Regions from separate parts of the Sus scrofa genome. Here region 1 is linked to region 2. The links are chromatin contacts, called in public HiChIP or PLAC-seq maps. All regions are on one chromosome and are shown on one strand. The core of a region is the stretch at or near the end of the contact, and the rest is flanking DNA. Distances in the headings are between cores, read along the strand shown.

What was found. HiChIP or PLAC-seq counts read pairs in DNA pulled down with a chosen protein or histone mark.
Region 1: an H3K27ac HiChIP or PLAC-seq map of alveolar macrophages shows a contact between it and region 2. The contact joins two enhancer-like sites. A contact is called at or near these places in 5 of 47 Hi-C or Micro-C datasets (blood, fibroblasts, liver and 2 more) and 2 of 2 datasets of contacts at active chromatin or transcription factors (alveolar macrophages and skeletal muscle).

Annotation. Positions count from the first base shown.
Region 1 is chr10:16,257,292-16,260,105 of Sscrofa11.1, reverse strand. The region is part of intron 9 of SDCCAG8 (serologically defined colon cancer antigen 8); the gene reads right to left. Among named protein-coding and RNA genes, the nearest start is that of CEP170, 67 kb to the right of the region's middle. Within about 2 kb of position 1,550, at least 11 of the 83 cell types and tissues checked have an H3K27ac peak or open chromatin away from gene starts, as enhancers often do. A contact at or near this core is called in alveolar macrophages and retroperitoneal adipose tissue, where this site is marked.
Region 2 is chr10:16,121,851-16,124,550 of Sscrofa11.1, reverse strand. It overlaps CEP170 (centrosomal protein of 170 kDa), which reads left to right. Exons shown (of 20, transcript XM_021064150.1): 8 at 625-1,101. Among named protein-coding and RNA genes, the nearest start is that of SDCCAG8, 68 kb to the left of the region's middle. Within about 2 kb of position 1,315, at least 8 of the 83 cell types and tissues checked have an H3K27ac peak or open chromatin away from gene starts, as enhancers often do. A contact at or near this core is called in alveolar macrophages and retroperitoneal adipose tissue, where this site is marked.

The DNA.
Region 1 (2,814 bases), core at 301-2,800, 140 kb before region 2:
GTAATGAAACAATGTGACAGCTTCGACTTATTTAGCATGCAATATGCAAAATGGGACACTAGATGGCAACAAATATCAAGAAACTCTAAGAACAAAGTAACAATTTCGTAACTCAGAAATAAACAAGTTGGTTTTAAAATTAAAATATGTATGCTGTTTCACTTTTTACTCCCAGAAAGCAAAATTCCTAATATATTTGAACATACCTTAGTGATATAAACTACTGGACCTGTACTGCTGTTTATATACTACTTAGAAAGCAATACTCGGTAGTTTCTCTAGTTCTTAACTATTCAAACTTCGAAAGCACTAATTACAAAAATTCATACTCATATTTAAAGCTAATAATTAACTTTAATTTAACATTTATTGTACAATTAATATATAAATAGCCAGATGAAGGATACAGTGATAGATATCACAGATCCTAGCTTTTAAGAACTTTTGGTGGAGCTATGTAAACAGCCACAAAAATGATACACAGCTCACTAGGAATACAGACTTGGAAGAGATTAATTCAAATAAGAGAGGGCTGGGGAAAATTTTTAGGAAGACTGTCACCTGAGTTGAGCCTCATAGGTTGAACAGGTATTTCACAGATGAATACAGTGCAGAAAAGTACAGCAGAAGCAATTCAGGGAAATAGTCAATTACAGTTTACGTTTCAGAAACAGCACAGGTTATAGGAAAGGAGTGTAGTGAAAGGTAAATCTAGAAACGTGGGACTCTACTATCAAAGATCTGGAACGTCATACTAGGGATTCATGTTTCCTTCTACTACACCAGGAAGGCTGCCTGAACAGGGAGATTTACAATTTAGGAAGACGTTGGCAGTGGAGTGAAAGATACACTGGAACTGAGAGAGACCTGAGTGAGACCAACTGCAAGGCTGTTGTAATAGGCCATGTGGGTTGCATAAGCGTATGCGACTACTTGAAGCCGGGGCAGGGGTACAGGAATGGAAGTTGCAGGCATAACTTAGGAAGAAGGGCCTCTGAAGAGATGGTGAGAGGCTGGCAACGGACTGGATGTCTAGAGGAGGAGCCAAGATGTTTTAAAGGATCCAAGCCAGGGTTATGGGTAAGACCATGATATTCTTATCTGAAAAAAGGTACCAGAGAGAACACGGTAGAAGGAAGAGGAGTGGTTGACAGGAGGAGGGAGAAGGGACAAGGCGCAGCGTTTGGGATGCTAATGGCATATCACCCAGGTGAAGAGGTTTAGAAGTAGATATGTAGATTTGGGGCACAGGAGAGCTGGGAGAGCTCAAGGCACCATGCGGGGGTGTTCGGATGAGGACAAGACACAAAGTCCTGAAATCCGGGCGACTTGAGAGGAAAGGCCAGGAACTGACTGTGAGGAAGGTCTGCACTTAAGGCTTGTGGAAAACAAGTTGAAAGAGGTGTGGAGGAGGAGACAAGGGCAGTGCCAAGAGAACCCACAAGGGGAAAGAATCAGATGAATCAAGGGAAAAAGATGGGCTGTTATGCTAGGACAGTAACGGCTTCCTAGAGTTTGAGTAAAATGAGGACTGAGGTGAGGTCACCGGGTTTAGTAATCAGGAAGTGACTGGTGACCATAAACTGAGCAATTCAGCAGCATGAAATCAGACTACAATTTGTTGAAAGTCTAACTACAGTGTGTTCAGAAGTGAATGCAAAGCTACAAAGGTTTAAAAAAAAAGCTAAAAAACAAGTGGAGAAGAAAGGACTGAAGATACAAAAACATGTGATGAAAAATGGCTTGGGGTCCCTGGAACTCTAGACACAGGAGATAGCAAGAACATGAGATTCGCCTTGGGAAGTAAGAGAACCAGATAAATAAGAAAGAAATGAGGAGTTCCCTTGTGGCTTAGTGGGTTAAGAATAGGGTATTGTCACTGCTTTAGCTTGGGTCACTGGATTGTCACAGAATCCAGCTTGTAGCATGGGTTCAACCCCTGGCCCAGAAACTTCTACATGCTGCAGGTATGGCCAAAAAGAAGAAAAAAAGAAAAAAAAAAAAATGAGGAGACACATTTGAGGGATGCAAAGGTGTTGAAGAAGCTCTTGTCAGTTGGTTGTTTTGATGGAATGAATACAATGAGTTTAGCATCAGGCTGTAAAATTCACATCTAAATGGAAAAGGAAGAGGAGCAGCCTGGAGACAAAGGTACAGTAAGATGTGAGAGGAGGCTGAAGCACTAGAGGCAGTTATGAGGACACGGACTAGATTTAACTGGGACAGGGAGGAAGAGAAAAGGCTTGGTGTTAGAGCTTGAGATCTCGTGGACGCGTCAGTTCAGGCGGGAGGGACAGGTCAGAGGTCAGGAAGGCCAAGTGTGGCGGGACCAAGGTGTTGCAGAGGTTAACCCCACGGACGGTGAAACCTTTCAGGCTGATGAAAAGAGATGAAGCAGAGGGTGCTAAGGACTGAATGTCTGTGCCTCTCCAAAATTCAGATATTGAAACCTAACCCCCAGTGATGCAAATAAATAGTGGGCCCTACGGGAGGGGATTAGGTCATGAGAGTAGATCCCTCATGAATGGGACGAGCGCTCTTCTAAAAGAGACTCCAGAGAGCTCCCGCGCGGCCTCCGCCATGTGAACGCACAGCGAGAAGACAGCTGCTTGTGAACCAGAAAAACTCCAAATCTACCAGTGCCTTGATCTTGGACTTCCAGAACTGTGAGAATCAATGTTTGTAGTTTAAGACATGCTGAGTGTATAAAAGATATTACAATGTTATAAACTGAAGTAATGAAACAGATGATTTTCTTTTAAAAAAGTGTCAAATAGTCTTCTAGATTGAGAGTTTATACTGATTAAAATTAGG
Region 2 (2,700 bases), core at 66-2,565:
CATTTTTTTCTTCTATATAAACTGTATCTGTCTTCTTGGATTACAATTAGTAATACAGTAGTAATGATATGTTTGTCGCTGTAATGTCTCTGAATGTGATGGTGACAAATGGTAAGTGAATCATTATGTCTAGAACATGGCTTATATATTGACATCATGTTTATTTTCTCATTTGAGGACCTGTTCTCCTTTGGAACTTTATTTGTGCTTGTAGATATTTCATATATTTCATCCTCCTTACCTGATGAGGAAATTCATATTTTTTTTTTAGTCTCTCTAGAAATGTACTTTGAGTATGCATCTCTATCTCCATTTGAGTTCAGTTCTTTTTACTTTGATAATTTCTGGATCCAAGTTGGAAAAAATATGTACCTCACCAGGCATGGTCCATCTCTTAACTGCTTCACTGTCTTTTGACATTGCTGCTGCTTATCTTGCATCTCCTATTTGTAACTGAATGCCATGTTTATAATCAAAATTATTTCTCCTCTGTGACATTTGCCATTCTTTCTCATCCAGACTTCCTTCTGATTCTCATGGAATAACACAAGTGGCCATTGCTGTATGCCCTCAAGTGCTAGAAGCTCCCAAATATTTTGAATTTTCTCTTATTTTTCTTATTAGGGTGCAGCATAGATGCCAAGCAAGTTGAGGAACAAGCTGCAGCTGCAAATGAAGAAGTACTTTTTCCTTTCTGTAGGGAACCAAGTTATTTTGAAATCCCTACAAAAGAATTTCAGCAACCATCACAAATAACAGAAAGCACTATTCATGAAATCCCAACAAAAGACACACCCAGCTCCCATACAACAGGTGCAGGGCATGCTTCCTTTACCATTGAGTTTGATGACAGTACCCCAGGGAAAGTAACTATTAGAGACCATGTGACAAAATTTGCTTCTGATCAGCGCCACAAGTCAAAGAAGTCTTCTCCTGGAACTCAAGACCTGCCGGGAATTCAAACTGGAATGATGGCACCAGAAAACAAAGTAGCTGACTGGCTAGCCCAGAACAACCCTCCTCAGATGGTGTGGGAAAGAACAGAAGAGGATTCCAAAAGTATTAAAAGTGACGTTCCGGTTTACTTGAAAAGGTTGAAAGGTAAAGTGAAATGATCATTTCAAAACTTCCTATTTTATGAAAAAGTTCATTCTTCCCAGTAACCAAACTACTATTAGGTAAATAATTATATGGTAGGAAATTTGTGCTTTTTCAAAAGTTTATATTTGATTTTAGAGCAAAGCTGTATGGCCCACATCCAACTTCCTCAATCAGAACAGTCTGCTGCTTTCACTTCCTTGCCAAAACCAGATTGGTTTTATAACTTTATATTTATGTCATTAAAGATGTTTATTTTTCCTGTGGAAATAAAAGAGTCATTCGGTTCACCAGTGGAATTCCCTAGAAGACAGTTCTCATCATTTTCTCGACTTAAGGAAAGGATACACTCAATTCTCTTCTCCATTGTTTGCTTCTCGTAAGATGGCAGGATATAAATTTTGAAAGTTTTAAGCCATTGGATAATGGCTCACACTTCTGCTTTGGCAATACCATCACATTGTTAGCAGAGCGTTGCCAACTATTCTCAGGTTACTCTTAAAACAGATTTTTTTTTTTTTTGCTTATAGATACTGGGAATTAATCGAACTAAGACTTTTTTCACTAGTAAGACTTTTATGAAAACTGCCGTTGAGTGTTTATTGGTGAAATAGTTATTAGATATGTTGTATTAGTATAACCCTTGGCCAGAGTATAACATCTTTTATACCTGTACCTCAAAGTATCAACTGATCAACTTTTTCCATTCATTTTGCCAATTAATTTAGAATTTATTGAGGACAGACTTATGCTATCTTAATTTTATTTAACAAGCTGTCTATAAGGGAAATGATTTCATGTTAATCTAACTATTCTGTTACTATACAAAAAGTTCAAGAGCTTTAAATAAATTCTCTTTGAGGTCAGAGATTATATATCACTTACCTTTTATCTTTAAAGCTTTACCTAGGACTTGAGTATGTGATAGGTACTCAGTAATTGGAATAAACTATGAATGACTTCACTATCATTGACAAGACTGACCCCATTTTAACCTGGACTTTATGCCCTGGGATTCTGATAAACTAATGAAGAAATACCTATTTCTGATTTGTTAGAAATAAGCAGTGAGTGAGATGGTATAGTTACCTAATTCTTTGTCAGGGCCTATTTCTGTATTTAATTATAATCATAAGCAATTAATTACCTGGCATATGAACTTTTGACATGGGATCAGTTTTTTTTTTCTCCTACTTGATAATAATAAATTATAATTGAGGCCTGTATGTGTACATAGATATTAAAGCTCACAAATAAAAGCTACCCATTTGTAAATTGACAATTTTTATGAATTGGATGAATAATACCGATAGCCTTGTATCATATAAAATGTAGCATGATCTTTGAAAATTTAGAAATAACATCATCTTTTTGAAACCACTCTTAATAAATGTCAAAAATGAATGTAAAAGATCCTTTTAAAAGCAACCGTTAAAAGTGCCTTGATTAGGGAGTCCCTTGGTGGCCTAGTGGGTTAAGAATCTGGTATTGTCACTGCCATAGCATGGCTTTGATCCCTGGCCTAGGACTTGCGTGCTGCAAGTGAGGCCAAAAAATGATTTTTTTAAAAAACCACCTTTCTTAAATGCTGTAATTTTAGTC